2 separate regions of the Hordeum vulgare genome follow, and region 1 is linked to region 2. Evidence: chromatin contacts called from public Hi-C data. All regions are on one chromosome and are shown on one strand. The core of a region is the stretch at or near the end of the contact, and the rest is flanking DNA. Distances in the headings are between cores, read along the strand shown.

Region 1 (6,933 bases), core at 2,532-5,031, 240 kb before region 2:
CATATGGCCAAGTCCCTGGACCTTTTGCAAAATTCTTGCAAGATACTGGCATTGTTGCCCAGTATTCGATGCCGGGCGAGCCTCAACAAAATGGAGTAGATGAAAGGCGTAACCGTACTCTCATGGATATGGTACGCAACATGATGAGCTACTCAGACCTACCATTGGGATTGTGGATGGAGGCGCTTAAAACTGCCATTCACATTCTCAACAGAGTCCCAAGCAAGTCGGTGCCCAAAACACCGCACGAGCTCTGGACAGGAAGAGTGCCATCCCTACAACACTTAAGAGTGTGGGGATGCCCTGCTGAGGCCAAAATGTTTAATCCAAATCTTGGAAAGTTAAACCCGAAGACAGTGAGTTGCCATTTCATTGGCTACCGTGATAGGTCAAAATGTTTTCGTTTCTACTGTCCAGACAGATACACAAAGTTTGTGGAAACGAGACATGTTGTCTTCTTAGAGGATGAGATGATGAGGGGGAGCCTGGTAGCTCAGAAAATTGATCTTGAGGAGAAAAGGGTGTATGCACCCATTCCGATGATTCAAGAGCCATTTTTCTCACAACCCGCTGTAACTCCAACCATGACAACTGCGGGAGAAGACCCGGAACCTGTCCTTCAGGAGCCGACTGAACCCGTTGTTGACAATGAATTGGAAGTACATCAAGAAATAATAGAAAGTGTGCCTGACAATGAGGCACTTAGAAGGTCTAATAGAACAAGAAGACCTGCTATTTCTACTGATTATAAAGTATACAACACGAAAATGACTCATATGGAAGGTGATCCCACCACATATGAGGACGCCATTAAAAGCCCTCACTCATCAAAATGGATAGAGGCAATGGAAGATGAGATGAAATCGATGAGTTCCAATCATGTTTTGGACTTAGAGATTATTCCTAAAGGAGCAAAGACAGTAGGCTGCAAATGGGTCTACAAAACAAAGTATGACTCTAATGGGAATGTAGATAAGTATAAAGCGTGACTTGTGGCAAAAGGATTTACACAAAGAGAAGGGATAGATTACAATGAGACCTTTTCTCCGGTCTCTTGTAAGGATTCCTTCAAAATCATAATGGCACTAGTTGCTCATTTTGATTTAGAGCTGCATCAAATGGATGTAAAGACGACGTTTCTAAATGGTGATTTAGAAGAAGATGTCTACATGAAACAACCCAAGGGTTTTATCATGGAAGGCAAGGAAGATCTAGGTTGCCGTCTAAAGAAATCCATTTATGGGCTAAGGCAAGCCTCTAGACAGTGGTACATCAAGTTCAATGATACCATTAAAAGATTAGGATTCCAAGAAAATGTTGAGGATAATTGCATTTATGCTAAGTTTAAACATGGGAAATATATTTTCCTAATCTTGTATGTGGATGATATCTTGCTTGCAAGCAATGGTATTGGTCTACTACAAGAAGCAAAGAAGTTTTTATCCTTACACTTCGACATGAAAGACCTTGGTGATGCTTCATATGTTTTGGGCATTGAAATTCAATGAGATAGGAACAATGGAGTCTTAGGACTCTCACAGAAAGCATATTTAGAGAAAGTTCTCCAAAAGTATAATATGCATAAGAGAAAATCCACACCTGCTCCCATAGTCAAGGGCGATAGTTTTGGGAAATATCAATGTCCCAAGAATCAATAGGAGCTCGATGAAATGAAAACAGTAACTATACTTCGGTTGTTGGAAGTTTACAGTATGCACAAGTGTGCACACGCCCTGACTTAGCTTTTATCACCGGGGTACTCGGTAGATATCAAGCAAATCCAGGCCAAGAGCACTGGAAGATGGCAAAGAAAGCTTTGCGTTATGTGCAAGGCACAAAGGAAATCATGCTGACATACAAGCGATCTGATTCCCTAGAGATAAAAGGGTACTCAGACGCAGATTTTGCGGGAGATAGAGATGATAGAAAATCCACGTCTGGGTACGTGTTCACTCTCGCAGGGGGAGCTATTTCATGGAAAAGCTCTAAACAGACCATAGTTGCATCGTCTACGATGCAAGCAGAGTTCATAGCATGTTTTGAAGCCACCGGGCAGGTGATATGGCTAAAGAAATTTATACCCGACTTGAAAGTGGTAGATTGTATCCACAAGCCACTAAAGATATACTGCGACAACCTGCCCGCATATTCTATGCTCACAACAACAAGTCCAGCAATGCTGCCAAGACAATAGATATAAAGTATTATGTTGTGAAAGATAAAATCCAGCATCAAACTATAAGTCTCGAGCATATAAGTACGAAGTATATGCTTGCGGATCCGCTAACGAAAGGCTTACCACCCAGTATGTTCAATGAACACTTAGCCGGCATGGGTTTGATGGAAAGCCTATGATTCCTGGATAATAAGAGGCCCAAAAGTAAATGAATTTATTTCAAAACAAAAGGTGTGTTGTAGCTGTGTGATTCTATCGGCAATTAAGCTGTGACGATGAGACATGCTCTACACGCCTATATGTGATGGAACAAATAGAAAGTATAAAGTCAAAGTAAAAGTTGAGATCAAGGGGGAGAATGTTAGGTTGATCTCTCCCGTGTGGGCCCAACGGCCCACCGGGTCCTTGATCCATGTGCCCTGATCGGGGGCGCCCAACCCGTTATGGTTGGTGGGCCCCTGTGACCTGCGCTATAAATAAAGAGGTGGGGGGGCCGGGGCGCACGGTACGAGGTTCACCGCGCCGCCAGACTCCCCACCGATAACCCCTTTCGATCTAGGGTTAGCGCAGTGCTCACGGGAAACACCGTCTTCGTCTACATCCTTCCTTCACGTCACCGACGACTCCAACGCATCGATGGCCGGCGCTGGGAGCTCGACAGGCTCGGGATTAGGTGAGTACAAGGGTTACATTGGATCTATATCTATGCCTATGCCTAGTCGATGGGCTTCAACAATTTTAACTTGTGTCAGAGCTTGCTCCTACTTTTGTTACTCTTCGTTGGCCACGCAGGAGTCATCCACTGCCTGCCTACTGCCACCAGCTCGCCGGATCCCATCTTCCGCACCTGCACCACGGCGGCCGCCAGCTTCCCCTTCCGGCCCACCACCCGCCCGTCCAACTGAACCTCCTCCTGCACATGATTCGCCATGTCTCAATTTGCTTGCCGGGTGTCACAACAGCTTGCCATCAATCATTATGTAGTATGCATAGTAGGAGATGGACATACGTTGCACGCGACTGGCGAGAAGTAGGACAAGCCATAGTGGACGGTGGCCGTGGGCGCGCCCACCACCGTGAAGACCACCGCCGAGCACATGTTGTCCACCGCCGCCGCCAGCGCCCCCGCGTGCCACGTCCCGTCCGAGTCCTGCAACGCGCGCCCAACGCAGGAGCCGTGAGATCTCCAATCCGGACAGAGCCACAGAGGCGCTTGACGCGCGAGCAACTGGCCATGAGCTGTGCGCACGTACGGTGAGCGGCGGCGGCACCTGGAACGAGCAGACGATGCGGCCGTGCTCGGACAGGGAGATGCGTGCGCCGGCCAGCACCAGCGAGTTGAGCGCGTGGCCCTTTTGGCTGGCCGCGTCGGTGATGTTGCCGGCGTAGTCCGCGCGCGGGTCCTCCAGCCACTTCCTCGCGACGGCGGCCAGCCGGAGCCGCAGCGCCTCGGCCGTCCCTTCGCCCATGTGCGTGACTGTGTGTTGCGTGTGTGCTTGGTTTGGTTGGACGCTTCCTAACTAGTACACCATTAGGCACCTAGAGCTTGCCTTGTTGTACCCGTAGGAGCTAAGAGTTCTTACTTAATTAACAGCGTTGATGAAGTGATGAGGGATCAGCTCGACTTAGACTTAATTAACCCCATGACAGTGACTAGCAATAATGCACGATGTAGGCGTATTCTGAAACTCAAGTCAACCGACGAAATGCCCAACGCAGCTTCCTTGAAATCCCTTTGGACTGGAGGTGATCTCCACTCATTTAACATTGTCAGTTAATCAATGAATTTGGACAGATAGTGTCCTCATCGTTGTTGTATCATAGCTTGCTTCCTTGATATCCCTTTGGTCTGGAGGTGGTCATCCACTGCCGGCCGATCGCCACCAGCTCGCCGGACTCCTTCTTCCGGACCTCCGTCGTCACCGCCGTCATCCTCCCTTTCTGATCGACCACCCTCCCGTCCATCTCTACTTCCTCCTGGAAAAGCATTTCAGCAGAACTTATTTTACTTCAGCCTTGTTTTTGATAAAACTTGCACGCGAGGATGCAAAATGCAGCTGAAATCGTAAGTGACTTGACGACTTATGAATGTGCAATAAAAGTGTCGGCATACGCTGACCGGAAGTTAGTGCTTTGTCTGGGCTATAATCAGAATGTGCTCCCAGTGGCTGCGGTCGAAAATGGCAAAGACATAACCGCTGCCCTTGAATGTGCAGCCTTGGAGTCTCTTGCCTGATGACTACTCGAAGAAGAAATGGTTGAAGAGTCTTGCGTGGACACTCCAACTTTATTTACGAAACGCACGTTCCGAAGGAATAATCAACCAAATTCTTTGAGCTCAGAAAGCAGCTTTCCAGGAAAGATCAAGCTCACCTAATTGGACAATCCTTTGATCTATCTACCGAACAAACCATGCCTAATCGCCGCCTCAATAGTGTCAAGGCATTAATTTACCTCTGGATATTTTAATCATGGCGTGTTTGGTGATGGTGCTCCATTTGGAATCAAGTCAGGTTTTTCACTTGTTTCTTATTTTGCGTGGTTTTCGCCATAGGTTCTCATATAAACCAAGCCACTCTGCATTCTTGTGCTTTTTCTTATTTTAAATTAATGAATTCGACACAGCTTTTGCCTTGCAGGCCGGTTTTCTTTCTTGATTCATGTGGTATATGCCGCAGATTCTCATATAAACCGACGCACTATACTTGTCCTTTTTTCCTATCTTATTGAAATCTGCGCAGCTTGTCAATTGTTTTTCACTGGAGGTCGTCAAAATATGGAGGTACGCATAAACATCCCTCCAATCCAAGTATTTTCTAGTCCTTTGCCTACCAAGATTACCCTATTTATTTATTTTGATAAATGTAGTAAGAAATACAACATGAAATTCAGTACACGCAGCTACAGAACAGCATTCTTTTTCCCTGCGAGAGTGGCTAGGGGCTACCCAGCAACTGATCAACCAACACAACGATAGCAATAATCAAACGCTGACGTTGATTCCCAGTTCAACCAATAAACGATTTTATGTTGGCATTTGGAGGAGGAACAGAGCAAGAGTATAGTAAGTATAGAACGCACATGCTGCTTGGCCGGCGCGAAGTAGGAGATGTCGTAGTGGACGGAGACCTTGATGATGCCCTCCACCGACATGATCGCCGCCGCGCAGACGTCGTCCACCGCCGCCGCGATAGCCCCCGCGTGCCAGTTCCCGTCCGCGTCCTGCACGCGCACGCGCCCAACCCAAGCACAAATTGGAATTGGGAACCAGTCACAGGAAGAAACGAACCTCCCGCAGAGCGCCACGGCGCTGGCGGGCTCGAGATAGGCAGGGGGAGCTGACGTACCGTGAGGTGGGCGGGCACGCGGAGCGAGCAGACGGCGCGGCCGCGCTCGGCGAGGGACACGCGCACGCCGAACAGCGGCAGCGCGTTGAACGCCTTGCGGCCGTGGGCGGCGCCGGCGCCGGGGCTGTCCTCCCCGATGGCGCCGGCGTCCTCGAGCCACTTGCGGGCCGCGGCGGCCATCCACGCGGGCGGCGCCGGGTCGCCCATGCACGCGCTGTGCGGGCGCGGCGTGCGCGGTGGACGGGGATCGACTTGGTTTGACGCGATGACCGGGCAGACTAAAGGCTACCACTCCTACTTGACAGGGATGCGTCTGCTTCCTTTTCGCCTCCTCTGACTTGTTTAAACTGAGAAGCCAGGGTGTGAGAAGTGCATGCTCGTCAGCTCAATCCTTCAAAGAAAACAAGTAAGAAATGAACCATTCTAAATGGACATTTCAGTGTCTTTGAAAGACAAAGAGGAAGAAAGGGAAATCCGGAAATTGTGCAGTCAAACTAGATATACACAAGGCCTATGAACGCGTTATGTGGGTCTTTTCGAAAGCTATACCAATTCAAATTGGGTTTTGATGATAAACGAATTGAGCTGCTCATGTCTTGTGTCACTTGTGTTGAGTACAAAATACGCTTCAACTCGAACAAGACCCTTCCATTTGGGGGGTGATGGCGCGCCGACCCAGATTTTCGACCGGCCGCGCGCGGGCCGCACGATCCACCAACCCCGCGTTGTCCGCACCGTTGGATCCGCATGCAACATTTTTCTCCCTATGCAGCAAAATTTGGATGCCATGCAGCAAATTTTTCAACGGTTGCAACAAAAAACAAAATTTATAGCAAAAAAAATATCTACGTGATCGTAGCAAAAAAAAAGCTGATGGTACATGGTAGCAAAAGTCAAACGCCGGCTATAACAAAAATTTACGTGACGTGTATGCAACTTTTTAATGAACGGTTGCAGCAAAACATGATGCCGGTTGTAGCAAAAATTAACACGGTTGTAGCAAAAAGTAAAAAACATCGATTGTAACAAAAAATTCGACGAACTAAAGTTGCAACCAAACTTATATGCAGCTTTTTTATTGAGACAAAATATAGTAAAAAAAACGCTTGCAGCAAATATAACACAGATTGCAACATTTTTAGACGAAAAATGCTGCATCCATTGACCGGAGAAGCGCGCGGCTGGGAAAAATGTTGCAAGGCCAGCGCACGCCAGTGGGCGAACGGCGCGTCGGTTCGGCCGACGCGCGGGTGGGAAATGATTCCCCTTCCATTTACCCGGCTTAGAGAAGGGGATCCCGTGCCTTCCTATCTATTTTTATTGTATGCTGAAGGTCTTTCAGTCAAGGTTGTCAGAATTACGACTCGAGTCTTGGAATCTTATGACCTTACGATCCAACCTAACCTTTTC
Region 2 (6,634 bases), core at 319-2,818:
AGACCGAATATAGCAACATTCATCACGACACAGGGCCCAACAACGGAACCAGCTCCACGCTTGCAACGAAACACGAAACTTAGGAGGTGTTTGGTTCGCACTACTGTAATGTAATCTGATTACAACGTTAATAGGTCCCGCTAAATCATGTTTGTTTCCTTTGCTCTGTAATCCGATAACATGGTATCCAATCCCAGCCTAATACAAAACGGATACCGTTGGAAATCCGTTGTAACAGATTATGCTACAATCATCTCCTCTCCACACGATGCGATCGCACGAGCTATGTAGCCTCCTTCCTCGTTCCTCACGCACGACAAGGAAGCTTCACCGATGCTTTTTGTTTCCTCTTTGGCCTGTTCCTGGACACCAGTTGTCATGGCCGGAATTTGGCTGGAGGAGCAGATCGACGGTGAGGCCGTCAAAGCCCCGAACAGCTTCTCGACCACCGGCCAGCTTTACATCGAGCCGGAGACCCTGTACGTGCTTGCAGCGCCGGTCATGGTCTTGTCCGACCGATGGTGGCATCGGCGCCGGCTCGTCACTCCTGAGCGTTTCTGCGGCGCCTCACCTCCGCCTTCAGCCTTGAAGGCAGGTCACCGCTTGCCGAGGCCAACGGCGACGACAGCCCCGGCACTCGCTCACATTCTTACTGTCCGGGCCCTTGTACTCCACCACCATATCCAACGCTGGCCAACCAGTGTTGTTCATGCCTTCCCGGCCTACCTATCCATGTTCACCGCCATGAATTCTTGAGACAGCCCTGTATTAGTCAATGCTACCATAGGTAACTAAACAAATTTCAAGTTTTATCCATTCCGTTTACATTAATATTGCAAACTCATTACATTTACGTTTGCGTTTCCAATCCTAGCCAAACACCTCCTTAATGTCATAATAATCAAACGATGTAAACATTAAATATGAGGTAGCTATTTCATATCTATGTGGAATAGCAAATTCATTTTTTATTGCGTTTCGCTTCGCCGGGTTACAGGTTATTCATTCCCGGATGTTCCATGCCACAATTGCGTGGTTCAGATTGTCCGCTCGAACGTGTGCGTGTGTGCATTCTATTATCTCAGTTTCTAAATATAAGATTTTTTATAAATTTTACTATAGATTACATACTTTCTTCGTCTTAAAATTCTTGTCTTAAATTTATCTAGAAATAGATGTATCTAAATATTAAAATATAACTAGATGCATTTATATCTAGATAAATTTAAGACTAGAATTTTAGGACGGAAGGAGTATGTAGCAAAATAAATGAACCTGCACTTTAAAATTTGTTTATATACATTTATTAAAATCTCTAAAAAATCTTACATTTAAAAACGGAAGGAGTAAATTGTGATGGGAGAAGATAGGAGATCCAAACCTGAAAACAAATCATGATTAGTCAGAGACGCGCTTAGAGCGAGGGGCCACGTGCACCGCAGTTCGTTTACCATTAAAAGCAGAATCTTGGCACGGCAGCCCGGGTTCAAATGTAGCAGTAAAAAGGTCCTCCTTGAGACCCACCCATTGATGTTATGTAGCAGTAGCAGTGCTTTCACTGGAGCAACAAGCATCCAGACTCACTCGAGGGACAGAGACTCGAGACAGTGACAGAGAGAGAGAGAGAGAGAGAGGGAGGGAGAGGCTGTGGCTGACTGGGTGTGGCTGGAGAGGAGAGGAGAGGAGAGACATGAGCGGCGGAGCGGGGGCGGCGACGGCGGTGAGCAGGTTCATCAAGTGCGTGGCCGTGGGCGACGGCGCCGTGGGCAAGACCTGCATGCTCATCTGCTACACCTGCAACAAGTTCCCCACCGTTGAGTACCACCCCTCTCCCTCTCCTCTTGATCTGGTTTCGTTTCCACGAAATGGCTGCCCCTGTTGACGCGGGGGTGGATGCAGGACTACATCCCCACCGTGTTCGACAACTTCAGCGCCAATGTCTCCGTGGACGGGAGCATCGTCAACCTCGGCCTCTGGGACACCGCAGGTCTCCCTCTCTTCTTCCTCCACTCCCCATCCCCGATGCGGAGTGCTTTTCTTCCTGTAATGGTGGTCCGTCTTGGGTTGCAGGTCAGGAGGATTACAGCAGGCTGAGGCCTCTGAGCTACAGGGGAGCCGATGTCTTCATCCTCTCCTTCTCCCTCACCAGCAGAGCAAGCTATGAGAATGTGCACAAGAAGGTACACTCACACTACACTCACTCACTCACATTGTTGCTCTTCTCCTGAGCAGGCGCATCGTGATTACTGACGGCCTGCCATTAATTTGTTCTGCGCAGTGGATGCCGGAGCTTCGCCGGTACGCCCCCGGCATTCCTGTACTGCTTGTTGGAACCAAGTTGGGTATGCTCCTGAGCTTCTACACTTTATTTAGTTGGATGCCATTCAAATCCACACATTCTGGTGTCGGTGTGTATCCAGCAATGCATGCATATCTTTGGCTGTTCTTGAGCGATCAATTTCCCGTGCAAATGCGCAGATCTCCGGGAGGATAGAGCTTATCTTGCTGATCATGCAGCTGATTCCATCATAACAACTGAGCAGGTTTATGCCTTTCACACTCAGATGGCAGCAATCAGCTTGGCATTTGAAATGATACTACTACCAAATTAACTTTACACATGTTTAGGGTGAGGATCTTAGGAGACAAATAGGTGCTGTGGCATACATAGAATGCAGCTCCAAGACACAAAGGGTATGGCTTCTGGTGCATCCAATCAGTAAAAGCCTTGGGATTTCAAAGAGTTGTACTACATACTTCATCCGTCTCAAAATAAGTGTCTCAAGCTTAGTACGATTTTATACTAGAGCTGGTACAAAGTTGAGACACTTATTTTGAAATGGAGGAGTATGTCTAAAAATATTCTTTCTTTTCCCCCTTGATGATTGTTGACAGAACATTAAGGCTGTTTTCGACACCGCAATCAAGGCGGTTCTTCAACCTCAAAGGCACAAGGAGGTAGCCAGAAAGGAAACTCGGACACGCTCTAGTCGGTCAGTAAGGTAGGCTTCAAGTTTATGCTATTTTCTCAAACAATCACCACTCATTCGCAACAAAATCCTCAACATCTTGATTTCCATTCACGCCCCTGCTTCATTTTGTAGGCAGTACTTCTGTGGGAGTTCTTGTTTCGCGTAGCCGAGAAGAACATTCTGGAGTCTTTCCTCGACACGATGCTCAGATGGCCCGTGGTTGTTCTCCAAATGGGAAGACAATGGTGGTAGAAGCATCTCATTGTTAGAAGCTAGAAGGAACTCTTGTTCTCTCGTGCACTGTGGTGGAGCACCTTGTTGATGTAAGATAGGTACTTATCAAGTTTTGCCTCTGTAATAAGACATGCTCTTGTGGATGATCAAATTTGAAATCTCCCACTCCTTGGGCAGGCTTGAAAATCTCAGGGTAATATGATCAAACAAGATAATCTTGTTTGTCTAACAAGTTATTTGCCTATTTTACCATTTTGTTCAACAAAATAAAAAAAATCACTTCTGTGGCTATTTTTTTCAACACACAATAACAAGTCCAGCACAACTTAGCTTTTCTAGTACAAACTCAACCTAAGTAAAGAGAAAAACACAACTTGAACAATAGTGGAAACAACCTCCTGACGCCCCTAGAGTAACTCTATTCGACAAAACCAATGGAAATTATGTCAAATTTCACCGACATGATATCCAAATCAATGATATGAATGCTGAAAACAGTGTCAAATTTCACCGAAAAATACCACCAGCAGGACAAGCAACAAAGAGCATTGTATGATTAATGAGTCAGACAAAGTATAATCTACTTAAATATTGGGCTGAACCATCCTTCATGACTTAGGAGTAAAACTACGGCGGCAATAGTTTACAACATCTTACACCTATAACCATTCAGCCAACATTACCACTGACAAACCATCCTTTAGAAGTAAGCGACTGCAATTCGACAGTTTACAACACCTGGCAGCTAGAAGTAATCTGCCGATATTACCACCACTAACCAGCCTTTGCACCAGTCACAACATTTGTAAACAAAAATAATGTTAATCACACAATAGGCAAGCCCTAAAAATCAAAAGCTTACACACTTTCTCTTGACTAGACAACTAGATATGTTGATAGTTCATCCGCTTTGTCATGACCTCAGGAGGGTATAATCTCATCTTGGCCTATTACATTACATACATAAGCTGGAGGCTGCAATTTGAGAGCCCATGGTAACTGTAATCTTTCCATCCAGAAAAGGGAGCATACATATCTTACTAAGGAGCCTGCATGCAACATCAATGACTAAAGTAAATGACTGTTCATTTCCACTATGGTGATCTTTTTTACATGGAAATAATGAGCTTACCTTACAAACAATAGAGAAAAGCCTTCATGATCCAGTATTTGAGCGTTTGACGCCATAAAGATGAAGTGTATTATTCTAAATGTTTTGGAAATGTACGCACACCGCCGTCTGCTTCAAATGTCCGCCCTCATATACTCATTGTCATCACTAATTGTAGTAAAATCACATGGATTTCTGTTAGTCACACAGATATCCTGTCTTATCAACATATCCAAGGGATTGGCCATTCTCCCTTGATCTCTGGTCCAAGACTGAGCAGTACCATTTCTCACTGAAGAAAATCCTGGACTGGAACTAACAGAACTCAACCGCCGCGCATTCCATGCTGCTGAATACATCCCTGAGTTCAAGGCCTCAACATTTCCCCTTCTGTTTATATCAATCAATGTTATCCCTTTGGACACCCCTATTTTGTAACCTGACTGTGTCCCACAGCTCTCTGACCAGTCTGCAATTTCCTTCTGCAGCAAGGAACTGAGCACGCCAACTCTAGGAAGTGGACGTAACGGTCTGTGCAAATTTGGCTGGAGCTGATGGCGTGATAAATCCTCCAGCGTCAATGGAATCCTTCCATTTAGGTTACTTCCATATGCTGTGCTAGCTGATCCCATGCCATTTAGGTTAGTTCCATACCGTGTGCTAGCTGATCCAGTGTACTGATTGTGTGCTGCACACAATGAGCTAGTTGATCCTATGTAGTGATTGTGTGCTCCACACAATGTGCTAGCTGATCCCATGTACTGACTGTGTGCCCCATATGGTGTGCTAGCTGATCCGATGCACTGATCATGTGCATAGTGTGAATTCCGAGGTTGAAATTCCATCTGGTTCCTGCTAGACCCTTCATAGTTGAAACTGGCTAACATTGGTGACTCGGACAATCTCAGGGGATGAGTAGCAGGCATGGTTTCCCTTGGATAAAAAACTGAATGTCCAACATTTCTTCGATCACGCAGGTTACCAGCTTCCATTGTTGACACTGAACTTGGAAAACTTCTTGCCTGGACTGGGTTAACTGCTCTATATGTATAGTGGTCAAGTGTCGAAAGCACTTGCTGGCGAGTGGGATAATAATTGTTAGAAGCTCCTGCCACATCAGTGCAAGTTAAATCAACCGTGTCAATGCTAGATCTAAACTGAGCACAACCTGTTGCGGTCGATAAATCTCTTGGAACTGCCTTGAAAGGTTCCCATATCGACTTCTTTGATCCCACATGGCTCCAGCGCTCAGGTGTTGCTTCAGCAAGAGGCTGATCCTTGTCTTGTGGCGAGGTTGCAGCAACAGTGACTAATTCTCCCATGCCCGAATGTGCCTGTGGCTCCTGTGTAGACATTACATGACCAGGAGTCTGTAATTTGAGAGCATGCGTATAAGTAACCTGTGTGGTGGCTGCTACACGATTCTGTAATGCATTCTGGTAACTATCTGGTTCCAAAGGCCGCTTCTGCTGTGAAGTAGTGTCAAACACACTTGACACATAATTTGGACCATCCTCGGCAGCTATTACAGTACAATCTTCATCTTCCATTATCTTGGATTGAGTATGACTAATATCAGCGGAATTGGTCTCAGTTGTCAGTGGTCTCTTATCCTGACATCTCACAAGCAGTTCAACAATGTCCATTGGAATGTCATCTGTCATGGCATGTTTTTCGTGCATCACTTCTTGCTTTTGTTTATTTCTCTTCTTAGGTAATTTCTGCTCAAAGGCAGTCACGTTCCGGATAACATGCTTACCTGGAGAAACCTAAGGAAACAAATGACGCAAAACAGTTATTCTCTTACAATATTTAGCAGAGAAGCACTACAAATTTTTCACTGCGTTAACACTAATATTGCACCACAGTGAGTAAAATAATTAATAAATTGAAGATGAGTAAATTTCATATTGACCATAAGATCATCAAGCACAATTGGGGCGGGGGTATGCATATAGCTTGCCTTAGTAATTTAAATAGGATAAAATTCCACGTGATTCGCAACAAATGGGAACAGGGCGAAGCCGACCACCCACAAGGAGCACGGCTTAATTCTTACCTTTTTCAAGCGCCGCTGCACAGGCTTTCTGGGTACCATTTGGCATTGATCATCTGTCCTGAGTACAGCCGTCTCTTCAGTGTTGACATCATCATGTTGCGCGTTGACATTTGTAGGAATTTTCCTCTTACACAAACTCATATTTTTTACCTTTGACAATGACCTCTGCCTACAACTCTCGGATTCAGTTTCACACATGCCATTTGTGTTCTGCGTATCTCTCTCCAGATTATTGTTCTGAATGTTTTCATCACCTTC

The links. A called contact is a pair of places that touch in the nucleus more often than the background predicts.
Region 1: a contact with region 2 is called in a Hi-C map of leaf, with 3 times the contacts expected there. The contact joins the promoter of LOC123443255 here to the promoter of LOC123443253 in region 2. A contact is called at or near these places in 2 of 6 Hi-C or Micro-C datasets (both in leaf) and 1 of 1 datasets of contacts at active chromatin or transcription factors (embryo).

Annotation. Positions count from the first base shown.
Region 1 is chr3H:135,137,547-135,144,479 of MorexV3_pseudomolecules_assembly, reverse strand. LOC123443255 (acyl-coenzyme A thioesterase 13-like) reads right to left here and starts at 3,781. Exons shown (of 3, transcript XM_045119575.1): 1 at 3,448-3,781; 2 at 3,186-3,326; 3 at 2,750-3,089. The coding sequence starts at 3,645. The coding sequence ends at 2,925. It overlaps LOC123443256 (acyl-coenzyme A thioesterase 13-like), which reads right to left and starts at 5,927. Exons shown (of 3, transcript XM_045119576.1): 1 at 5,524-5,927; 2 at 5,258-5,398; 3 at 3,881-4,153. The coding sequence starts at 5,730. The coding sequence ends at 3,995.
Region 2 is chr3H:134,898,100-134,904,733 of MorexV3_pseudomolecules_assembly, reverse strand. LOC123443253 (rac-like GTP-binding protein 1) reads left to right here and starts at 1,568. Exons shown (of 8, transcript XM_045119571.1): 1 at 1,568-1,813; 2 at 1,900-1,987; 3 at 2,071-2,180; 4 at 2,279-2,342; 5 at 2,479-2,543; 6 at 2,629-2,694; 7 at 2,896-3,002; 8 at 3,105-3,392. The coding sequence starts at 1,691. The coding sequence ends at 3,138. It overlaps LOC123443252, which reads right to left. Exons shown (of 6, transcript XM_045119570.1): 4 at 6,377-6,634; 5 at 4,339-6,086; 6 at 3,741-4,255. The coding sequence ends at 4,452.